Regions from separate parts of the Mus musculus genome. Here all the other regions are linked to region 2. The links are chromatin contacts, called in public HiChIP or PLAC-seq and promoter capture Hi-C maps. All regions are on one chromosome and are shown on one strand. Each heading gives the region's core, a stretch centred on a gene start, on an enhancer-like site or on the middle of the called end of the contact. The rest is flanking DNA. Distances are from core to core; before and after follow the strand shown. Region 1 overlaps Thsd4 (thrombospondin, type I, domain containing 4). Region 2 holds the start of Lrrc49 (leucine rich repeat containing 49). Region 3 holds the start of Nr2e3 (nuclear receptor subfamily 2, group E, member 3). Region 4 holds the start of Tle3 (transducin-like enhancer of split 3).

The links. Promoter capture Hi-C pulls out the DNA fragments that hold promoters and counts their contacts. HiChIP or PLAC-seq counts read pairs in DNA pulled down with a chosen protein or histone mark.
Region 1: a promoter capture Hi-C map of cranial neural crest shows a contact between it and region 2. The contact joins the enhancer-like site here to the promoter of Lrrc49 in region 2. A contact is called at or near these places in 4 of 39 promoter capture datasets (3T3-L1-derived adipocytes, cranial neural crest, embryonic stem cells and 1 more) and 1 of 115 datasets of contacts at active chromatin or transcription factors (bone marrow-derived macrophages).
Region 3: an H3K27ac HiChIP or PLAC-seq map of the NIH/3T3 cell line shows a contact between it and region 2, with 7 times the contacts expected there. The contact joins the promoter of Nr2e3 here to the promoter of Lrrc49 in region 2. A contact is called at or near these places in 6 of 39 promoter capture datasets (the 3T3-L1 cell line, cranial neural crest, frontonasal cranial neural crest and 2 more), 2 of 484 Hi-C or Micro-C datasets (cortical neurons and ventricular fibroblasts) and 3 of 115 datasets of contacts at active chromatin or transcription factors (the NIH/3T3 cell line, embryonic stem cells and stem cell-derived neural progenitor cells).
Region 4: a promoter capture Hi-C map of the SN4741 cell line shows a contact between it and region 2, with 3 times the contacts expected there. The contact joins the promoter of Tle3 here to the promoter of Lrrc49 in region 2. A contact is called at or near these places in 2 of 39 promoter capture datasets (the SN4741 cell line and embryonic stem cells) and 1 of 9 other capture datasets (pancreatic islet).

Annotation. Positions count from the first base shown.
Region 1 is chr9:60,060,887-60,064,415 of GRCm38.p6, reverse strand. The region is part of intron 7 of Thsd4 (thrombospondin, type I, domain containing 4); the gene reads left to right. Among named protein-coding and RNA genes, the nearest start is that of Gm7616, 110 kb to the right of the region's middle. Within about 2 kb of position 1,660, at least 22 of the 459 cell types and tissues checked have an H3K27ac peak or open chromatin away from gene starts, as enhancers often do. A contact at or near this core is called in second pharyngeal arch cranial neural crest, where this site is marked.
Region 2 is chr9:60,685,984-60,689,540 of GRCm38.p6, reverse strand. Lrrc49 (leucine rich repeat containing 49) reads left to right here and starts at 1,407. Exons shown (of 17, transcript NM_145616.4): 1 at 1,407-1,729; 2 at 2,346-2,402. The coding sequence starts at 1,682.
Region 3 is chr9:59,948,361-59,951,588 of GRCm38.p6, reverse strand. Nr2e3 (nuclear receptor subfamily 2, group E, member 3) reads left to right here and starts at 1,510. Exons shown (of 8, transcript NM_013708.4): 1 at 1,510-1,801; 2 at 2,281-2,407; 3 at 2,561-2,664; 4 at 2,765-2,986; 5 at 3,069-3,226. The coding sequence starts at 1,705. It overlaps Gm7616 (predicted gene 7616), which reads right to left and starts at 293. Exons shown (of 3, transcript NR_168957.1): 1 at 42-293.
Region 4 is chr9:61,370,721-61,374,024 of GRCm38.p6, reverse strand. It overlaps Tle3 (transducin-like enhancer of split 3), which reads right to left and starts at 1,659. Exons shown (of 20, transcript NM_009389.2): 1 at 564-1,659; 2 at 1-72. The coding sequence starts at 587.

The DNA.
Region 1 (3,529 bases), core at 411-2,910, 630 kb after region 2:
TGGACCAAACTGTCTGTGTTACTACGCTGCCCTGCTGTTATAACCCGCAAGCAGCCATAAACATTAAGTAAATAAACGGGATGTTTGTGTCCAGGTTGGTCTCTATTTACAAACACAAAGCTTGGGCCTGATTTGGCCTGGAAGCTGTGGTTTGCTAACTCAGGTTAGACTCTAAGCAGGATCTACGTCTCGTTCCTCTTCATGGCTGCTCTGCCCTCACAGCACATTGGCCTCTATTGTGATCAGCTCAGAAAACTTACTGAATGATCTCGAGGGTCAAGGGAACAAGCACAGCTTCGAGAACATTTTAATAATAATAACACAGAGAGAAAGAGCGAGCCCACATTTCCCAGGGAGCCTATGTGCTGCTTAACCATCTCCTTATGTTGATCACTAAGGATGGTCCCGGTGTTTTTATTATTGATAATAACACTGTGCTGGGCTCTGTCATCCCGAAACTGTTGGCCTCTTTTCTTATCATTTCCTTTGCCTACATTCCTAGAAGAATGCAGCACTTGAAGCAGCATAGATTGCTAAATTGCTTTCTCAAGGAGGCAGTGTTCATCTGCATTCCTCACAGTGACACAGAGCTTCATCACATGCAGAAGACTTCTTTCAACAGAATGTCAGCCATAAAAGTGTTGGACTCCATATGTATTTCCACAGATTAGTTCACCATAAATACAAGAAAATTCCTGTTAGCTCCAAATCATTTGAATATTCTCCCACACTGTTGTCATGGCATGCTTCTAAAGGCTCCATGTGTCACCTATGCAGGTCACCTAGCCTGCCTGCCTGCCTGCCTGCCTGTTGAGGTTGCCCTGCTTTGCGTGTTCTGATACACATAGAGAACACCTGCTTCCCATTAGGGAATTGGGAACCACACCCACTATCTGAAGGCCTGGCCCCACCCTCCCTGCCATGATGGACAGAGCCTCCTCCCTGTAAAATTCACCACCAAATATGTCATCCAGATTACTCATTTCCCTCAGGAAATCTCATTTAGGTTAATTTTGGCACATAAATTGAGGGTAATTCTTGAGCAATTTCTCTTTTTGATGGCTTGCAACGTGTAAAATTTTCCTACAATGTGTTGCAAAAGAAACCACTGGAAAACTACTGAGAACATCTGATACTTGTCCCGTCACCTTTGTAACATTGACATGTGCCTCTTTTGAAAGGCAGTACCTGGTGAACGGAGAACACAAACCAGTGGTGGAGGGATGGGAAGCAGATGTTGGCTCTGGTTGTCATCAGTAGATGCTGTTTGAACAGCGAGAATGAAGAAGCCGTGTAAGGAGTTGTCTTGGGGTTCCCATGCCCTCCTTTTGGCTTTTTAGCCTTTTTTTTTTTTTTTTTTTTTTTTTTTTTTTTTTTTTTTTTGTCTGAATGAAGAAGAAAGTGTTTCTAGTAAAGGAGTGTTATAGAAGACGGGATGGGTCCTCTGGTTACATGGTGATGAGATTTACTTAAAATTAGATGCTTTTCAGGCATAATCAAATCTATAGAAATGGTGATAACAAGCCCCAGCATTCTCCGAGAAGCTTCGACGGTACATCAAGGGTTCTAGCTCCGGTTTCCTCGTCTCCTCATTCCAAAAGCCTGAGGAGGTCAATACTACCGCATCTCTAGTCACAGCTCCAAAAGCACCCAGAAGCCAATTCACCTGGCTTGTACAAAGGGCCAGGATTCATAAGCACAGAGCAAGGACAGGACCCAGGGCTCACAGGCGCCCATGCTCACCTCAAGCACATGATGACACTGTGCTGGAGCCTCCAAAAGAGTCTGGGAATAAGCCACCAGTTCTGAGTCGTCTCCATTAGACATGAGTTGGTCAGCATCCTGATTCACATGCAAGAGTTCAAGCCACGGTTCCCTGAAATCGCAGGATAGGATTGTTTCCAGCACCTTGTAGAGAAGTGGCTTGGCTGTCCTCTCACATTAAGTTAAAGACAAAGCCAGGTCTATGCCCCTGGCTTCCTTATTCCCAGTTCAGTATTCTTTCCCTCATTCCAAACTGCTTTTCCTGCTAGATGGTGGTGTCAATTATACTTAACAATTGCATGGCAGTGTTAATCAGGGAAGGTTTCCTAGTTTGATCTTTCTTGCTGTGATTAAACACTCTGATTACAGTTAGGAGGGGAGTGTTTTTATTTTATATTACACTTCCAGGTCTCAGTCCATTGTTGAAGGAAGTCAGGGCCGGAACTCAAGGCAAGAATCTGGTGAAGAAACCACGGAAGACTGTTGTTGCCTGCTGGTGCACTCAACAGTTTTGAGCATTGGCTCAAGCTTAACATTGTTTGTATAGCCCAGGAGAACCTGCTCTAGGAACAGCAATGCTCACAGTGGGCTGGGCCCTCCTCCACCTGCTAATGATCAAGAGAATCTCTCATGGACATGCCCATAGACCATCTGATCTAAGAAAGTCCACAACTGAGGTTCCTTCTCTTGGATGATTCTAGTCTAGGTCAAGTTGACAAGAAGGCTAACCAGGACAGGAAGAATCAGCTGTTCTGAAAAGGAAACATTACACATAGGATAGTATTTCACAGAACCATACCCTCCAAGAAATGTATATAAATAATGGCAAAACTCAAATATAGTCTACTCTTTAGTTAGTGGTATAATGCCCATGCCAGTAGTAGACATGACTTTGACAATGCATAGTGTGATGTCATCATTAGAGGAATCTGGGTAGAAGGTCAACAAAACTCTGTGTACTGTTTTTACAACTTCTTGTGATTCAAAGTATTTCAAAGTAAATAAAAAGTGCTTACAATAAGAATTTAATGTAATAGGAAGACAAGCTAAAATATTTATTCATTTGCTACATGTAGAGTATTATGTTCAAATAGCCAGTGTGGGAGAGATGTGTCATGTGATTGGTCTCTCATAAGACTAGAAAAAAGGCACCTCAGTGTCACCTCTGGGCTGAGCTCTGTCCAGGATTCCTTGGTGGCATCACCTTGAACTTATTCTCTGAACATGGTCACTGCCACTATCCACTCCTTCAGCGAAACTGTCATCTTCTGTGTGACCACTGGTCTTTTGGCCTCTAATCCTTTCTTAAATAGTTTTAAAACGTGATTCTTGATTTTGAACCTTAAAACGAACAGCGCAGCCTTACCGAGATATTTGGCCTCTCTGAACTTTATAGCAATTGCGTGGACTGTGTTTAAAATAAAATGAGGAAAAAAGATTGATGTCAAGAGGAGCCATAATATAGCAAATGCTCGGAGTGTTAGACGCTATGAAGTTGAAAACAAATGGGGAGGGGAGATTAAAGCTTCCTTCCCTTCCTCTTGTCAGCCAGTCATAAGGTCCTGTTCATCTTGCATCTAAAAAGCACTCAGACCCCAGACCCTACTTCAAGCTAGGATATTGAAGTACCCTGTAGTCTTTAAGTAGCCAATTTTCAGTTTCTAAAGAAGATTTGATCCTGTTCTAGGAAAACATAAAATTTTCTGATAATTTCTTTGTGTGCCAAGTTAGCCCTGAAAATTAACCCCTACCCCAGAAGGTAAAA
Region 2 (3,557 bases), core at 158-2,657:
TATTACAGATGAGGAACCTGGGCATAGGAAGCATGCTTAATTATTGGCAGAACCATAACTGAAACCCATGAGTTGGCCACCAAGTTTATTCTTGTAACCACCATGATTTCATACCTTAGCTAACCTCCACACCCCACCCCCACACATAAAGATAAATATTTTAAAAAACATAATATGTAAGTCAGGGATCAGGAGAAACTATATTTGAGCTTATTGCTTTAAAAAAGGGACAGAACTTTATTGATGGTGCCAGAAAATGGGAAAAGGAATAACTATGGTTACTGCCGGGAACAGGTGAGCAGTCTCAAAAGAGAGGAATGCTGAGGAACCAAAAGATCAGCATTATGTCTATGAACTCTTCAGGACAGTGGTATTAATAGGATGGTAGGGAAAGGAGAAAAATCATGCAAGGATGTGTAAGTTGTGTTCATAATTTTGATCCAAAAATTATATGTTTACATTCCAAATGATGATAGAATATCACTAAAGGAAGGGTCTTAGGCATCCACCCAGATGTGGGAAGCAGGTTAGTATTACAGAAAGAATATTGTTCTGGTGACTGGAGGTATAATAAGAATTCCAGGCCATTGAAGAAGTTAATTTTTGGATGTGTCTCCTCACATAAAATGGATAGGTTTGGACTAGTTGAGAAATAAGGTTGCCTTCAGCCCTGTCATTCTATACAAGTCTCACAATTCAAAGTCAAAATGTCAGTTACAGACCACTTAACTTCTTGGCAACCTTTTCTCAGATTTAGAACTAAACATTCCTTCTGCACTGTCATAGAGCCACTGTTTAATCCACATAATGGTCATAGGGTGGAAGCTGGATTGTCCCAAAGAGGGCTTGGAAGTTTTTAAGAGAGCAAGTAGTGATAATTCGATGCAAGGAATATGTAATCAGTATTTGGGGGTGGGGTGGGGGCAGAAAGGTATGCAGTGAGGAGATGACTGGAAGTTTGTTTAGCTCGCCAGGAACATGAACTTGAAGGCAGCCAGTATCAGTCAAAAGAAGCTTAGGGAAGGGAAGGGGTTATTAGCAAGACTTGTCTTCAGTAGTAGCTTCACAGCTTTAGTCTTTTTTTTTTTTTTTTTTTGGACAGATCGATTGTCTGGCGCACTCCGTTCCTCTGCCCGCAGGGGCCTCAGGAAAGCTGGCTTCCCTTCACTATCTCCAGGTCGGATTGTATCCTTCCTTGTCTCGGCTTAGTGGAAGGGCCAAATTAAATGGGAAGGTTATGAGCACCTTCCTCCAGCTCTTCCCTGCGATCTTGCCAGGAAAACAGGCAGCAGCAGGCAGAGGGAATCAAACTTCCCGCGGGCAGTGTTGAGGCGGGTCCTAAAGAGGAAAGGACCGGAAGTCATGGTTGCCATAGCCACCGATGTGTCCTCCCTCTTCCTCGTCTTATCCTCCTCCGGATCCTCCCGCTGTTTTCAAGCGGCCTGGAAAAAAAAAAAAAATCCAGAACGAGGAAGTGCTGACGCACGGGGCCCCACAGATACTCCCCGAGGCTAGCCGCCCGGACGGCCCAAAGATCTAGGGCGAGGACCAGACCGGAAATGGTGGTTTCTATGGTAACCCCTGAGCGGGTTGCCTGGGAGATGACCCCTTTTGGTCTCTTTGAATCTTAGCTGTAGGATTACCTCGAAGGAGGATTGAACATCCTGGACTGTCTCCTGCCATGATTCCCGGAAAATATCGCTCCGTTTCTGGCCGAGCTGCAAATAACGTGAGTTGGGCCTTCCTGATTTTTCTTCCTTTCCGATAGTAGTCTTGTCCTCTCTGACTGGCGTCTTTGTCCTAGGTGATGGGCTGTATTACTGGGATCGGGGCGACTGAAGCTATTGTCTCATTGAGGCTAGGGTTTCCTGGGCTAGTCCAAAGCACTCTGAGAGTTTTTGAATATTGTATGATGGGTGTTTAAAATCTTGCCCAGGGCCCGAGCTCCCCAGAAGGTGGAGCTGGTTTGCTAGGCAAACACTGGGATTCCTTTAGTTATCCCCCACCCACTTCTTCCTTTTTTTCTATTGAGAAAGGAACCTGTTCTTAGACACTCCCACCTCCTTTATTCAAGCACTGACATCCTGACTGGCAACAGAAATGTCGGGGCTCCAAAGCCTGAGGTACAAGGTGGGTGAAATCCGTGCCTCCGACATTTTGAAAAATAAATTAATGAAAGCATTTGACTTGATTTTACTTGATTCCTAGACTTCAGAAAATGCTCATTTACCAGAAAAGGCAAAGAAAGATGGAATATTTGACTGTGTTCCATTTCTTATAATGTGTTTATACTATGGTGTGTATGCATTAAGAAATCATTTTATAATTTAACTTTTACATTTCAGGTGAACTGTGGACTTCATCTGGTTATTCAAACGTCGTCACTTTCTGACAAAAACAAAGTAAGATTTAAGCAGATTTGTATTTAAGTTGAAAATAAATGGTCAGATATTGTACACAAATACTTGTATATTTTATATATAGATTCTGACCTCGGGGCTGAGGGTCTCTTATTTTGGTTTTCAATGTAAAGCTGACTTTATTTTCTGTCTACTTTCATAAAGCCAAATCATCCCTCTTGTATCAATTTAGGTCATTCCATTACAAGAGCCCCTCCCCTTACATTTAAACATTTCTGGTGAAGGTATTTCTTAAAAGTGGTTGTATGGCATAATTTAATTAAGAAATGCTTTCTTCCTTAGACATAGGTAAAATGATGGTATCATTCTAATGGTAGCATCTCTGGAAGGATAAAATGGGACATTTTAGGAGGATTTCACTTTGTGATTCATTTTAAATCAGAAGAAAAACTAGCTTAGCAGAGGAAATGTTAGTGTTTTAATAACGTATTGAGTGTTAGATTCTTATTTTGTGTGTGTGTGTGTGTGTGTGTGTGTGTGTGTGTCTGTGCATCCGTCTCTGTGTCTCTCTGGAGGCCAGAGGAAGTTGTCAGATGCTCTGGAGGTGGTGTTACAGGCAGTTGTGACACCTGTCATGGGTACTAGGAACCCAACTCAGGTCCCATGGAAGAGCAGCAGTGGTCCTAACCACTGAACCCTCTTTCTACACCCAGACCATTTACTTGTAATATCTTGGTAATTTCCAAAGTCTCTGGCTTTTCATTTGGTTTTTGAGATACATTTTTTTTCTTTCTTTCCTGCCTCACTCACCTCAGCACTCACGCATGCCCACTCCCCTATGCTAGCCGTACACAATACACTTCTCCCCTTAAATAATGTGTATGCTCTCAACCGTCACAGTTCATTTGTTCCCTAAAACATTGTGAAGTGGACATCACTGGAAGGACTCTGTAGTATAAAGGCCGGAGTTTACAGACAGCAGCAAGAAGAGACTAAACGGAGGCCATAGGAGGTTTGAATGGGAGGGGCCACTGATTAACAGACTGCAGCTGACTAGTTACATTTGGATGTCAAAATAGCCAACCCTTCCCTGTGTGACTCCCCTGACCTCATCGTTTGATCATCTCCAATAACAGCTGAATTAATGAAAAAAATGTATTTATTAGAATCAGGCATAATGGACTGTATGTAAAACTT
Region 3 (3,228 bases), core at 261-2,760, 740 kb after region 2:
GTACATGACTGCACACCCCCAAGTTCTTGGACCCCACTCACATGTCTATGCAGGACAGTTGGGGATGAGTGGGATGTCGGGGCATAGATCTTAGGTGTGGACAGAGACTGGTGAGAAGCTGTCACGAAGCTGTCACAGAAGACTGCCCGCGGAGAGGATGGAAGGCTTGCTAAGGTGACTTGGATGTGGGAAGCAGATGGCATGTCTAGAGTACAAATCTTGCCCTGAAGCCCTGACTTGGCTGCTAAGTGGAGCTTCAGGCCTTGTCTGAAGCCTTGTCCATGAAGGTTCCTAAGGGGCTGGGGACAGACAGGACATATGAGAGGCTCCTGTCCTCAGCGGATCACCCTGCAAAGCCCCTGAGCTGACTTTCCAAATCCCCAATAGTGCTTCCCTGTCATAGTGAGGGTTAAGCCCACTTAGGAGGCCATGCCCCACCCTTCTGTCCTCTTAACTCCATGATCCCTCTAGATGCTCCCAGGTTCTAACACGGGACAAACTCGTCCTATCCCACTGTGAGGCAAGGGCAGATGGGGATGGGCATCTCTTCCTGCACATCAACACGCTATTTCCCATTCATTCGGGCCTAGGGAGAGGATGGTAAGGGGCAGAATAGCAGGGACAGGAAAGGATGTTCCCTGGTGTTGCTTCAGTCTTCTTTGTTAGTATCAGGCACCAAAATACATTATGGGAATCATCTAACGTCATGTTCCCAACTACAACCTAAGACAGGCATTGTATCACACCAAGAGGAGGAAACTGAGGTTCGGAGAGGCTAAGTCACTTGCTCAGTGAAACATGGCCCACAACAGGGCAGAAGCATGCATGGAGGTGAATCTGTCCTTACCCTAGTCTCTCTTCCTCTGGGAGTCAGGTACCAGGAGACACAGACGCCTACTTCCTGAGCTGTGTCCTACCTCATTGCCCCATGGGAAAATGTCCACAAGCATCTCCTCTGCCCCCAGCCTGCCCAATACCCTCTGCTGGACCTGATCACAGAGACATATAGAGATGTGAGTCTTCCGTGGGGCAAGGCCCCAAGCCACAAGCCCCAAGCAGTCCTTCATTAAGAGACTAAGTCGAGAGCCACCAGGTTAGAGGGTGAGCATCCCAACGTGAACAAGCAACAGAGGCAGAAACCTACACAGACACGGTGATACATACACGGTCACACATGCCTCGAATACATGGCAAATGCCACAAAAAACATTTGAAGTCCCTGGGTAGGTGGGATGTGTAACACCCTCCTCACCCCCATTAAGATTTGTCATTGAATAATAGACAGCTGAGAGCATGTGGTCTCAGCCAAGCTCCTTGCTCCCATACAGTGTCAGTAAGGACAGCAAAGGATGGACCGACCCCCAGGCATGTTAGGCAGCCTAGGAATCAGGGCTGACTGGCTCCCAGGGGCACCTGGGTAATGCTGCAGGTGTGGTCAGTTGATCCCCTGCGGAGACAGTAAAGATTAAGAGGATCATACACTGTGTCCAGCGCTGTGCTGGCAGAAGTCTGGACCCAGAGCCAGGGTGGTGAGAACGCTTCAGAAGGAAGAAACGCTCCTAACTTACAAGGCAAGGGAAGTAGAGGAGAGACAGGCACAGACTGAAAGACAGACAGACAGACAGACAGGGGTTAAAGATGGATGCATCGGTTGGGCCCAGCAACTTCTAGCAAGCAGGCTACCCTTAGGACCATCCATATCCGATGAGCTCTACAGTGGCTGCCTCCACTATGCCTGTGTCTGTGGCGGCCTCCAAGAAGGAGTCTCCAGGTAGATGGGGCCTTGGAGAGGATCCAACAGGTATGATTTTTCTGGAGGTGTGGTCTGGACCTTTGAGGAAGAGAGTGTAAGCAGTAGGTTCAGAGAGCCACGAGCGAGCTTGAGCCACATAGCCCCAACCCCAGGGCTGTGAGCAAGCATGAGAGTCTGCTGGCAACCCCAGAGTCCTAGAAACTGAGAGGCCAGCAGAGCAAGACCCAACAACTGGCTGCTGAGGCAGGAAATGGGTGCTCTTGAGACACAGAGAGATCTCGAGAGAGGCTGCAGCCGCCCATAGGGGAGGAATGGGGCTGGGAAGGTGGAAGCCATGGAGGGAAAAGAGAGGGGAAGGGGTGGGAGCAGAGGTTAGGATGCCACAGTGAGGAAGCTGCTGTTTCCGGTGGGAGTCACATGGGCAGATCTAGTTTGAGGAACGTGGGAACCTATGGACCGGAGGGAAAGGGGGTGACTAGGGGAGGGAGTGGGGAGCTATCTCAGTTCAGCCCTGCCTTCTTGCTCAGGTGTGGGCCCCTCGCTCCAGTGCCGAGTGTGTGGGGACAGCAGCAGTGGGAAACATTATGGCATCTATGCCTGCAATGGCTGCAGTGGCTTCTTCAAGAGGAGTGTGAGAAGGAGGCTCATCTACAGGTGCCACAGCTCTGCCGGCCTGCCCCGGTGTGCCTAGCACGGGTGGAGGGCGTTCAGGGAAAGCGGAAGACGAGACCAGGGCAAACATATCCCAAGTCAAGGCCTAGAGTCAGGGCATGACACTGCCCCCCCAGGAGCTCGTGTCCTCTGCAGGTGCCAAGTCGGGGCAGGGATGTGCCCAGTGGATAAGGCCCATCGCAATCAGTGCCAGGCCTGCCGGCTGAAGAAGTGCTTACAAGCAGGCATGAACCAAGATGGTGAGTGGTGGGCACGGTGAAGTGGGAAAGGCAGGAGAGAAAATGGCATCACTGCCAAGGGGCAGGTGCGTGTGTGTCCTGAGTCTCCCTGCTTTCCAAGCTGTGCAGAATGAGCGCCAACCTCGGAGCATGGCTCAGGTCCACCTGGATGCCATGGAAACAGGCAGTGACCCCCGATCAGAACCAGTGGTAGCCTCTCCTGCTCTGGCAGGGCCCAGTCCCCGGGGCCCCACGTCTGTGTCTGCAACCAGAGCCATGGGCCACCACTTTATGGCCAGCCTTATCACCGCCGAAACTTGTGCTAAACTGGAGCCAGAGGACGGTAAGTGGGAAGGCAGTGGGCGTGGATACTCACACCGGCTCCCACAGAGCAGCCACTGAACTCCAAACCTCCTCCTCTGCAGCTGAAGAGAATATTGATGTCACCAGCAATGACCCCGAGTTCCCCGCATCCCCCTGCAGTCTGGATGGCATCCATGAGACATCTGCTCGCCTGCTCTTCATGGCTGTCAAATGGGCCAAAAACTTGCCTGTGTTTTCCAACCTGCCTTTCCGGGACCAGGT
Region 4 (3,304 bases), core at 410-2,909, 680 kb before region 2:
TTCGTCTTTGATCCTGTCACAGGACTCGGCCACAGTGAATTTAAATCCCGGCTGCCCGGGTTGATGGGGTGCCTGGAGCCCACAAGGACAACATAGGGGAGAGGAGTGGGCACATCAGAAGGGCTCCACGCGGCCCCGTGCCTCCTCTGGGTCCCTGGCCCCCTCCCCGCCGGGAGCCTCCGGCAAGGCCACCACCCCACAGCCCAGAACCTTCCCAGCAAGTTTTTCAACGCTCTCCCGACGGGGCCCGGAAGCGGGCATCCCGACCACCCCCAAAGCCAAAAGGGCTCTGGCGGCCAAGTGCCGAGAGCGCGAGTTGGAAGACTTAGGAGAGGGGCCGGGGCGGAAGCCAGCGTCCCCCTCCAACGCAGGCCGCCCGGGCCACTCGAGCGCAATTACCCTTGGCTCTCTACGGCGCCCCCACCCACCCAGCCCCTTTGTGTGAGCGCACACACGCGCGCGCACCATAAAGGTAGCAACAAGCAAAATGGAGGTGCTAGATAAACTGCCTCGTTTACCCTGCCATGATAGATGCTTAAATAAGCCTAGTTGCAATTACTCACCGGATGTCTGCCTTGCGGATACATGGCAGGGAGGGGTCGCGATTCCGAGAGCTTGGAAGCGCTGAGAGCCCGAGCCGGGGACGTGCGGGGGAGGGGGGAGGCGAGCCCGAGCGGGGGGCGGCCGGGGAACCGAGAGCTCGCCCCCGGCCCCCCCAGCCCGCTCTCGCAGCGAAATCCCAGAGTCGGGCGTGCGCCCCAAGTGCAGACAAAGAGCGGCGGAGCGAGCGGCAAAGTCGTCGGCGGGCTCGCGCTTTGTGCGCCTAGGGCTCGGCCGGCTGCGGCCGGCCGCCTTCCCCCGGCTGCGTGAACAGTGTCAGAAGCCGGGTCTGCGTGGACATCATCGGCTCCCTGGCGGCTCCAGTGCGGAATCCCGAGGCCGGGGGTTTGCGGGAAGGGGGATTCTCCTGTCCCCTCACGGGTCAATCAGGACGATGAGGCTGGAGGGGGGCGCGTCTGGGCAGCCCGGAGCATCCGGGGCGCGCGGGTCAGATCCCAGAGGCGGTCGGGCCCGGAGCTCGCGGCGAGAAGAGAAAGGAAGCAGGCCACCGAGGTGACGGCTTGAGGACCGTGGGTGAGGGCTAGAGCCCAGCGAGGACGCTTCGACGCCCCCCCACCCCCCTCGGAGAGGAGAGCCTGCTGTTCCGTCTGCTCCTGCCGCCGCCGCCAGCCCTTCCCAGGGTCGAGGAGGAACTCCGGGCTCAGTCGGTGCAAATAATGAGCCGTGGCATCCTAACTCCAGCCGGCATAGGAAGCCTCGGCGAAGGGGTCCTCTGCTTTCAAGTGGATCGGCCGCGTCTCTGGCGAGGAGCGGTCTGCGTCCTGCCGCCTAGGAGCGCGCAGGCTGGAGAGCACCGGAGGGGGAGACGTAGCCCGAGCCCGGGAGCTCTGCGGCTTCTTTCCTTCCTCCCAGCCTGGCTCTCCTCTCCGCGCCCCGACAAACCCCCAAAACACACAAGCACACGCACTCAACACACACACGTACACGCACTCAAAAAAAAAAAAAAGTGCCTCGGACCTGCGGATACCACACACAGACAGGCGAAGGGGGCCGAGCACGAGGTCTGAACTGCCGCGAGAGCAGTTCCAAATAGGGACTGAAAAGTAACAAAATAATGTGGCGGCTTCGCCTAGCGTTGGCCAATGGGAGTGCGAGGCTCCCACGTGGGGCCACGGGACTCGGACTGCGACTGGGCGCCGCCAGGCGCGACGTCACAATGCCCTCTTGTGTCTAAAACTATGCATGAAAAGTAGCAATCAGGCCCTACCCGCTGGTGACTTTCGCTTGGGAGTGAAAAACAGCGCTCCTCACATCAGGAATTAACCGAAAGACATATAATAAATAGATATATATTATAGTCCTGGGCTGCTAGGTTTTTTTTCTTCTTTTTTTCCCACGATCTACTAGCAAATAATTATTTGGCGGGAGGGGAGAAGGAGAAAACGAGTAACAACAAAAGGGGGGGAAAAAAGGACAAGCTGTACAATCCTTAAAACCTGTGGCTGGTAGTAATGGATCAGTTGATTCTGCAGAGGCGGCGAACGATTGCCCCCCTCTAATCTCATTAGGGTTGCAAAGCAGCCCAATTAGATACTATAAAACAAACAGAATCACTTTGTCAGTTTAATGTTTTCACTTCAAAAGATTTAGGACCGATAAAATGCTGGCACCCAAAGTTACCTCCGACCTCTAAGACTGTTCTCCAAACTGAGTTTCTCTTTCTTTTATCCGTTTCTGCCCCCTCTCCCACCCTTGGGCGCCCCGCTTTTCTCCTTTGTTCATTCGCCCTTCTTTTCAGAAAGCCAAATAAACAGCGCCTCTGATGCAAGGCGGCTGCCGGCGAGGGGGAAGTCTGAGAACTCTGGCTTGGCGGGCCGCGCAGATGGAAGGGCCTGGCAGTCTGCGGACAACAGGCTCAGTAGTGCGGCTAGCCCCATTTGGGGCTCTTGCCCTTTGGGGACAGCTACGTCCTGGCCGCAGCCTTGCCAAGGCGGGTTCCTCAGCAGTGCTCCGGGCCCGAGATGGTGAAGAAGGGAAAGCACGGAGTTGGGGCCCTCCTGGCTACGACCCAGAGTTCCGACCCCGTTTCTTGGCCTGATGGCCTGCCTGGGCACATGCATCGGCAGCCACCCGTGGAAGAGCGACTGCGAGCCTGGAGCGTCCCTGGTCACCAGCATAGACACCCAAGGAGGCGTAGATATTCGACTCTGGGGCCCATCTGCTCGCAGACAAGGGTCACGTCAGGGCACACTGCCCACCCTAGGTCCGCCGGCCTCGGAGAACCAACGCCGAGTGGGCCGCCCAGGTGTCCTCGGGTCCCTCCCGGCTTTCCCACCAAGCTTGCACGCAAGCACACGCTCCTGGCCCGTTGCGGGCGCGCGCGAGCCGGCCGCGCGCCCCCGGAATCTATATTTTCCCCTCATTAGGAGCCTGAGTTTCGCGTTTGCATCTTAATGAGTAGCTGGGAGCGCGCGGGGACCTCCACGTGAGCGGCCGCCCCGAGATGGAGCCTCTCAGCGCCCGCTCCGGCCTCGACCACGCTCCCCTCTTCATTTATTTATTCTCCTAAATAAAAACATAAATCGTGTACGATGCGCACCGAAAAGGGGGAGGGGGCAGGGAGAAGCCTAGCTCGACAGATGCGAGCATCTGGCCAAAGCATCCATTAGTCTCAAAATGGCTCCTCTTTGGAGCTTCCCTCTCCCCTCCCCCTTCTCTGCCCTCCCCCTTACGTCACGGGTGG